Regions from separate parts of the Drosophila melanogaster genome. Here region 1 is linked to region 2. The links are chromatin contacts, called in public Hi-C maps. All regions are on one chromosome and are shown on one strand. The core of a region is the stretch at or near the end of the contact, and the rest is flanking DNA. Distances in the headings are between cores, read along the strand shown. Region 1 overlaps nolo (no long nerve cord). Region 2 has its middle 8.8 kb from the start of lncRNA:CR40341.

Region 1 (4,231 bases), core at 300-2,799, 1.5 Mb before region 2:
ATTATGCAAATTCGCGTTCACATTTACACTAGCTGAGTAACGGGTATCTGATATTTTTCCCAATTTCTATTGATCTGCCATAAAAATATTGAAACTTCGCGTCCGCACTTCCACTAGCTGAGAAACTTCCCTTTCTTGTTTTCAAGAAAGCACATTTCTACAAGAAAGGGTAATAATTTAAACATTTCTTAATACTGGTACTTCACGTATTTATTGCCGTTCTAAATACTTTTTACAGTTGTAAATTCATTAGAAAATATAAGCTTTTGATTCTTTTGCGGAAACAATTGATATAAAAAGCCTAGCTCAATTTATTAATCCTAAGTGATGAAAACTCACAGTTGGCAATAAGATGAAAGATATCCCAGCTTTGAGCCCCTCTAGTTAGAAGCGGAAATTCTTCGAAAAGAATGAAATAAAGTCGTACCGACATTTGATAACCTGTCACGTATAAAATAAAATAATAGAATAAAAAAATAATTGCAGTTGTCCAAACAGAAATGGATAATTGAGCCCAATTGAATTCATGAAATGTGCAAGAGGGGTACCCAGCGCCAAACATGAGTAAAAGCATTTCGATGTTCTTAGCAACTCCTCCCTTTTAGCCTGAGTTGAACCACACTGTGACCCTTAATTAAAGGGTGGACCAAGCGCTGAAAATCCCCTAAGGACTCCATATACTCAACAGTGCACTGCAGTTAACATTTGTCACTTAAATGTTAAAAACCAAAATAAAGTTTACACAAAATGTGTAAAACATACACATCGTAATTACAGCCGGTCAGAGCCATCATTGACTAGGTCACTGGAGTATGTAAGTTAACCACCCGGAACGACACTAGAAATAGAACAAGAGAAAAAGCTAAGTTTATTTCCCCGACTATCAGATTTCCCCGTTACTCGCCTAGTGGAAATAAGAAGTCGAAATTGTATCATTTGGTATATCATTCTGGGATATCGATAGATATTGGCGAATAAAATGAGAAAAAGGCAATGCATTTCAAACAAAAACAGGAGAGAATGCTGTAGTCAAGTTCCCCGAGTATCAGATACCCGTTACTCAGCTAGTTGGAATGCGAACGCGAAATTTCATCATTTTTATATTGATAAATAAAATGAGAAATAACTTACAAATGGTTTAAATGTGTTAGCGTGACCGTTTTATTGGTGAAAGGATGGGGGTAGCCACATTGTTTTTGGTATACCGATAAAAATTGGCCAGATAAGAATTGGCAAATAAAATTAATATAAAATTATGAAAAATATCCAAAAAATTGTCAAAAATGTAGGCGTGCAGTTTTGGGTGGTTTGTGGGCGTTAGAGTGGGAGTGGCAGCATGGTCGTAACCTCCAAGCTTTTATAGTTCCTGAGATCTCGACGTTCATAAGGACGGACCGACATACGGACAGATCAAGAAGATACGTATATATATATATATGTATATGTAAACAATGATGGTCATGGCAGCGCGATAACACATGCGGCAACACTGCAGGAAACTATCGATTGGATTTGAAAAGCAGTTGGCTGCAATGATCGAAGAAGCAGTTGCAGATCTTGAAGATAGATTAAAGTCGTCAAGTATTTAGAAGTCGTCGAGGACTTCAGAGGGTCAGTCGTGTCGGAGGGTCAGTCTTCGCCAAGTAGTCAAGTCGTGAAGTTGCAGAAGAGAAGTCGAAAAGAACGCACATAAGACAAGAGTTGTGAAAAAGCGGATAAGTCGGTCGGAAACGATTAGTCAAGTCGGACAGTCGTTGACAATGGAAGCATTGTTGCGTGAAGTTCAGTCTGTCAAATATTACACATGTGTTAATTCTCATAAACTTAACTTTGTTATAATAAATAAATATTACTTTAATATTACAAATATTAATATATATGGTCGGTTCCTTCTGCCTGTTACATACTTTTTACCAAATCTAGTATACCATTTTATCACTCTTTAACATTTATTTCAGCACGATTTATTCAAATATTTATTCGCACATCGATGTTCTATTAAAGCGGGCATAATGTATGCATTTATTTATTAATTTATAGCCTTACAGCAGCTCAAAGAAGCTGGGGTCGGAAAAATCGAAATTTTGAAATTTGAAAGCTGGAATCGTTTGCCCATTTTTTGCCCATGTTTGCCCACCAATTAGTTTTTTTTGCCCACGTCCAGTTTTTGAGATATGAATTTTCGAAAAAGTTCGAAAATTTTCGAAAATCAAAAATTTCGCTTTTTTCAATTTTTTTTTTTAATCGCAATAACATCGTTTGTCCACCCTTTAGAATTTTGAAAAAATTTATACTTAGAAAATATAAGGCTTTTATGTTTACCTCGGTCTATTCAGAGAGTAAATCGTTTTCCCATCTCTTAAAACCAAATATTATTAACAAAAAACGTTTGCCCAACCATTATTATTAGTTTTCATCGTTTGCCCACCCTTTAAAAAACCTTTAAAAAAAATTTTTCGATTGCCCACATTTAAAATACATCCAATTTCGTTAGCCCACCTCTTTAAAATAAAAATTTCCAATAAAAAACGTTTGCCCACCATTTAAAAATAAATAATTTCGATTGCCCACCTTTTAAAACTAAATATTGCTATTAATCAATAGCAATCGAAATTATTTATTTTTAAATGGCGGGCAAACGTTTTTTATTGGAAATTTTTATTTTAAAGAGGTGGGCTAACGAAATTGGATGTATTTTAAATGTGGGCAATCGAAAAAAAAAATTTTTAAAGGTTTTTTAAAGGGTGGGCAAACGATAAAAACTAATAATAATGGTTGGGCAAACGTTTTTTGTTGATAATATTTGGTTTTAAGAGATGGGCAAACGATTTACTCTCTGAATAGACCGAGGTAAACTGAAAAGCCTTATATTTTCTAAGTATAAATTTTTTCAAAATTCTAAAGGGTGGGCAAACGATGTTATTGCGATTAAAAAAAAAAATTGAAAAAAACGAAATTTTTGAAAAAATTTTCGAAAATTCATATCTCAAAAACTGGACGTGGCCAAAAAAACTAATTGGTGGGCAAACATGGGCAAAAAATGGGCAAACGATTCCAGCTTTAAAATTTCAAAAATTCGATTTTTCCGACCCCAGCTTCTTTGAGCTCCTTACAGCTGTGTTCATAAAATAGCAGTGCTTGAGACCTGCGAGTTTAGGATAAAAAAATCATATAATTTACAGTTTTAATGGGCAAATTTTTTTATAATATCATTGGGTATTTAATTTTAAACAATAATTTCGAAATATAGATTAAAAAAACATAATAGGCATAAATTCTGGTGTTCACTGAAATAGCAGTGCTATGAAAAAATAAGAACAAAGTTCAGAACGAACTTAGTTTTTTTTTAATGTGTAAATTATCTAATTATCTAATACTTGGTTGGATAGCCTCTGTTAGCCAACACAGGCTTACACCTACGCGGTTTGGAGTCCGCCAAGTCCTGGTGGGGGGGGGGGGAATTTATATCATGCATTCTGCAAAACTTGCCATATCTGAGCCTTAGACGTCGGGGAGTTCTTCGACACATATTGTTTAACGTCCCCCTACAGGTTTTCATTCGGGTTTAAATCAGAAGATGGTGCTGGCCACGGCATTGCATCTATTCTATTTTGGGTGAATCTGTTCTTAGCCGATTTGCTTGTGTGTTTCGGATCATTATCCTGTTGGAATGTCGATTTTAAGGACATATTCCATTCAGTACATAACAGTAAGACATCACTAAGTATATTTACATATGCTTTTTGGTCTATAATACCATAAATCATATGTTTTGGACTAATACCATTGTAAAAAACAATCAAGCCCAGGATGTTAGGTCCACCATAATTAAAAGTCTAGTGGGAGTTTTGGGTGGTACTCCGTGTTTGGAGATCGTCGGACATACTGTCGTACCCATCAGTCCAAAGGATATTACTCAATATCCCAATATGCCTTGGGCTAAGTAGGACTCCTTGACTTAAATTTTGATTCAGTAGTCGTCTCTTAATAGTAACGTCGCTGATTCCCAAGTTCAGCTCAGACTTTATATCCCTAAAGGATGCAAAAGGATTGACTTTGCTGTAACGAACTGTGGGCCTCTATATCCTCTATATCTGTGGATTTACGTATGGTACTACGGTTTTCGGGCTTGTATTCATATTTATTGGCATCGGATACCATTTTGGCATAACATTCAAGGGTTTTTTGGATGTCCTTATATGGTTTTCCTTCCTTTCCTAGCTTAAGAATT
Region 2 (4,094 bases), core at 1,255-3,754:
TTGCTACTAATTATTAATTTTTATGTTTCTTTGCTCAATAGCCATTCGACTTGTGCATTTTTAATTGTGTGTCTGAGGTCAATAAAAGACAAAAGTACACCATTCGTTCTTCGAAAAAGATGCATAAATAATGTATAAGTATACCTGCTTTGTATCTGTAACTACGATACACTCCCTAATAGAAACAACAAAGTTGTAAAAACAAATCTCGGCCTAGCCGCACTAACAACAAAACCCATGGAAAAACATTTATACACCGAGCCAGGCCGCAGGTTAAATGTATGCAAATATAAACAGCGTGTGAAAGATATGGCCAAAGGGCACAAGGTGGGCGGGGCTGAGGGCGTTGGGGGGCGGCAGAGGCGGTGGGCGTGGCACCTTACTTGTAACCGCCTTGAGCGGTACTTATGCCAATGTTCTCGCTCTCTGCCAGTGCTCGCCTCAAGTGCCTACTCCACTTCATTGTTACACTTGCCATCCCCATCACGAATGTGTGTGTTTTAGCGCAGGGTATAACATGGGTATGATGGAATAGATATAATCTGACCTGCATAACCTAGCACTTATCTAGGTTTATAGGTGTAAGGTTATGCAACTGCGTAAGTGGTCAATCACAATAATCCTAGGAATTCTAGGAAGGATGCAATCGATCCTTAAGCATCCATTTGGACAATAAGTTCATTATTAAAACATAGTGACTGATTAAAAAGGTAATGAAGAGGGAAATACACTTTTTAAAAACCCAATTTAACCTACTGGGAAAAACCTTCGGCGTAACCCTTAAGTGAGAAGGCACAGCTGCTTACTTAGAACATTTGCCGCATGTCCTCAAGCTGATTAGTGTATGCCGTGGCATTTTGATTGCCTGCCTCGGCAGCCTGCTCCTTGAACACCTGTTGTGCCAGGACCTTTTTTTGCCTCTTTCCGACAACGCTTCTGGGCCTGTTGGATAGGTAAGAAGGCGAGAGCAATCGAGCGCGTAGCGCAATAAATTAAATAAAAACAATTGGCGGAAGCTTGGAAATTATTAATAAAAACAAACCAAATCCAACCGATCCGCCGAACTCAATTCATTTGGTATGCATGACTTATGGCCGCCGACGATGATTTGCTTTTAGAAATTTAATTAGCGCTAAAATACTGTTGGCAAAAGTTATTGGCGGGCGCAAGACGACAAAAGTCGCGTATAAATCGTAAACTTTTTAGGGTCTCATTTATTTACTTTGGCAGGTTGGACCACTTAGATGGCGGGAAAGCGCAGCCATCGCAAATTAGTCCATAAAAGTTATGAGTTTATAAGCGTGAGCCGTTAAATTGAAATCGGTCTGAGCGAAATGAATATTTTATTCGGTCCAAACAAAGTAAACCGAAATGAGTCGGTCAAAAAAATGATATCAACGAAATCAATTAAAAAAGGCAAAAGGTTTTGACCAGTTGTTAGCGGAAAATTGTTTTTAAAACGAAAAGTTTGTTTGTGTGACAATCACGCGAAGTGGATTTAACCACTTGTATGAAAATACACATTTAATAAACATTTAAGTTGACAGCGAATGGTTGGAATTGATGGAATGAAATGTATATTTTTTCCCATGGCAACTGTGCCCAAGTGAAAAACTGTTGTTGAAAGCTGAATATATCAAATATAAAATGGTATTCAGGGAAAAGTGAACTGCAAGGAATTGTTTTTTGGTTTTTGTAGCTGAAGAATAATATCCTAAGAATTTAATTGCTAAATTTGGATTAGCTTAAACTCGGTTCAACACTATAATCCACCGTCTTATTTATTCTCTGAGATATTTCAATCACTCAGCAGATTGACATTCACTTGGCCAGCTTCTTTTGTCATTAATCAACACCTTTTTGCCGGTTTGTGAAACACCTTTATCCCATTTCCAGGCAAAGTTGACATTCTATTAGTCAGGGCAAAAACAGCAAACCAAAGTCGGAAACTACAAATGGAAAATTCTTGCCGCTCATTTGCATAAAGCGACCATAAAACAAAACCCTAACAAAAATCGAACAAAAAGTGAAAGCCCGAAAAAAACGAGAACGAAAAAAACGAGGCAAAATCCGTAAGGAACCGCAGTGGTAACTTCATTTATCAAGTGTGCAGAATCTACCGAGCCTCTCGAACACATCTAATGATAAATTGCCCAGCACTGAGCGGACCACATGTCGTATGATTGACGTGTGCTCTAATGCCCAGCCTCGGCTTGTGTCCCATGACCCCCCATTTCCGACTGCTGCAGTGCCTCCTGCCTTTCCTGCCCAATCCCCCGCATAACTATGCAAAATCGCAGCCAAACTATTTATAATATTTTAAGCCCTGCCCCCCCATCACACCCCCCATCACACCCCCCATCAATCTGCCTGCCTCATATTAGTTATGCAGGCGGGGCTGCGTTGATGAGAAAATGCAAATTAGTTACTAACTTTGCCACAGCCCGCTACTCATGGAGTAAATAGCAAAAAAGTGCAAAAATAAGGGATGCAACGCAGGGGGTAGGAAATGTGGTGAGGGGCGGGGCCAGTTTGCATCGCCATCACCTGCTCTTCATCAGTGTCACAGACAGCCGAAAAGTATGCAAACATTTTTCGCACTTTATAATTAAACAACTCAAAAGACAAAGAAGACTTAAAGGCGTTGCCGGCTCCCTTCCTTTCGTCCTTGCGTCCTGTCGTCCCCTCGCTCCCCCTTTCTGCCGCCCTGTTAACCAAGACTGGCAACATTTGCACTGTAATGAACTTTTGCAATAAACTGCGCCGCAATTTTTCGCTGACAAAGTTTGGCCCCTTCCCCCAAAACCCAAACCCAAACCCAGACCCAGACCCATCATTTCGCATGGACACTCGAAGGAGGAGCTCGGAGAAAGTGCGACTGAAGTGGGGCTAGTGGGGCGGAAGTGGGGGCGGCATTCTGTGCCTTTGCTTATTTGTTTTGTTGCGTCTCTTATTTCCGGATAGCTGCGCATTTTTATTGCGCTCAAAAAGTATATGCAAGTTCAAATGTCAAACTACTTAAAAACTTATTGTTAGCAGAAGTACAGAAGTACAGAAGTACGGCGGGACTAGACAAAACTAGCTAAGGATGGTAGGGGGCAGAATGACATGCGGATGCGGATGACTCCCACAACGAATGGTGATTGCCCTTAGCAACACTACGCAGAAATCTTTAAATGAAATCAAACATTTTTTTAGTAGATCAATTTAAAAAAAAAAAAGAAAAGTGTGTTTTGCTTTTATTCAAGTGCAAGTCGGATTAATATTTTGATAGCAAGCTTATCAAGCGATATCTTTAGCACCCCTGATTATAACCATTTTAAAAGCTTAACAGCCGTCTTACCCATCCGCAGCTCTTTCTCCAGCAATATTCCAAGGAAGTCAAGCGGATCGCGACAAGTTTTTCGGGCAAATTGCAAAAACCGGCAACGAAAGTCAAACATTTTCAATAAAACTGCACAAATTATTTGTCATCTGTGAGCGTCTCTGTGGGATGAGCTGGATGCCATGCGAAATCCACTTCACACAGAGAGAAAGATAACCGCACCACGTAGCTCTGAACACGTTTCAAGTTTTCACTTTAACTGCAAATCAAAATGTATTTAAATGCATTTGGTCGTGATGGGTGTACGGCCCCAGTCTCCCCAAAACCAGGACCTACCACCTCAAGTCCCCATTCCGCATCCGCATCCAGTTCCCCTGCTGTTGAGCTCCAGTGAGCTCCTCTCCTGGCAGTCGCCTTCACCTTTTTGGTGGCACAAATAGACATTGTTGACTTTGCATAATAATTGAGTTTAACTACTGCAAAATGGGAAATGGAATCGGGAGCGAGTAGAAAGAGCAGTTCGAGCCTGGCTGCCCGGGTCTTGGGGGTGTGAGTTTAGCTGCTTGGATGGGTTTTGTTTGTGGTTGAAGAAGCCCAACCAGCCGAGAGTCAAAGCCAACTGAAGGACATGCATCCACCCATCCACCTAGCCAACTATCCACCTAACCAACCGCCCATCCGAAATCCAGCCTCAATCTCCCTCAACACACACAGTGAGTGTGTGGCATCGAAATTTTTGGAAATTTCCTCTGAAGATACGAGAGGGGCG

What was found. A called contact is a pair of places that touch in the nucleus more often than the background predicts.
Region 1: a contact with region 2 is called in a Hi-C map of the Kc167 cell line, with 2.0 times the contacts expected there. The contact joins two enhancer-like sites. A contact is called at or near these places in 3 of 107 Hi-C or Micro-C datasets (the Kc167 cell line and wing imaginal disc).

What each region holds. Positions count from the first base shown.
Region 1 is chr2L:21,705,594-21,709,824 of dm6, reverse strand. All of the region lies in intron 7 of nolo (no long nerve cord), which reads right to left. Among named protein-coding and RNA genes, the nearest start is that of nolo, 24 kb to the right of the region's middle. Within about 2 kb of position 1,549, at least 8 of the 39 cell types and tissues checked have an H3K27ac peak or open chromatin away from gene starts, as enhancers often do. A contact at or near this core is called in the Kc167 cell line, where this site is marked.
Region 2 is chr2L:20,237,156-20,241,249 of dm6, reverse strand. No RefSeq gene overlaps it. Among named protein-coding and RNA genes, the nearest start is that of lncRNA:CR40341, 8.8 kb to the left of the region's middle. Within about 2 kb of position 2,504, at least 19 of the 39 cell types and tissues checked have an H3K27ac peak or open chromatin away from gene starts, as enhancers often do. A contact at or near this core is called in the Kc167 cell line, where this site is marked.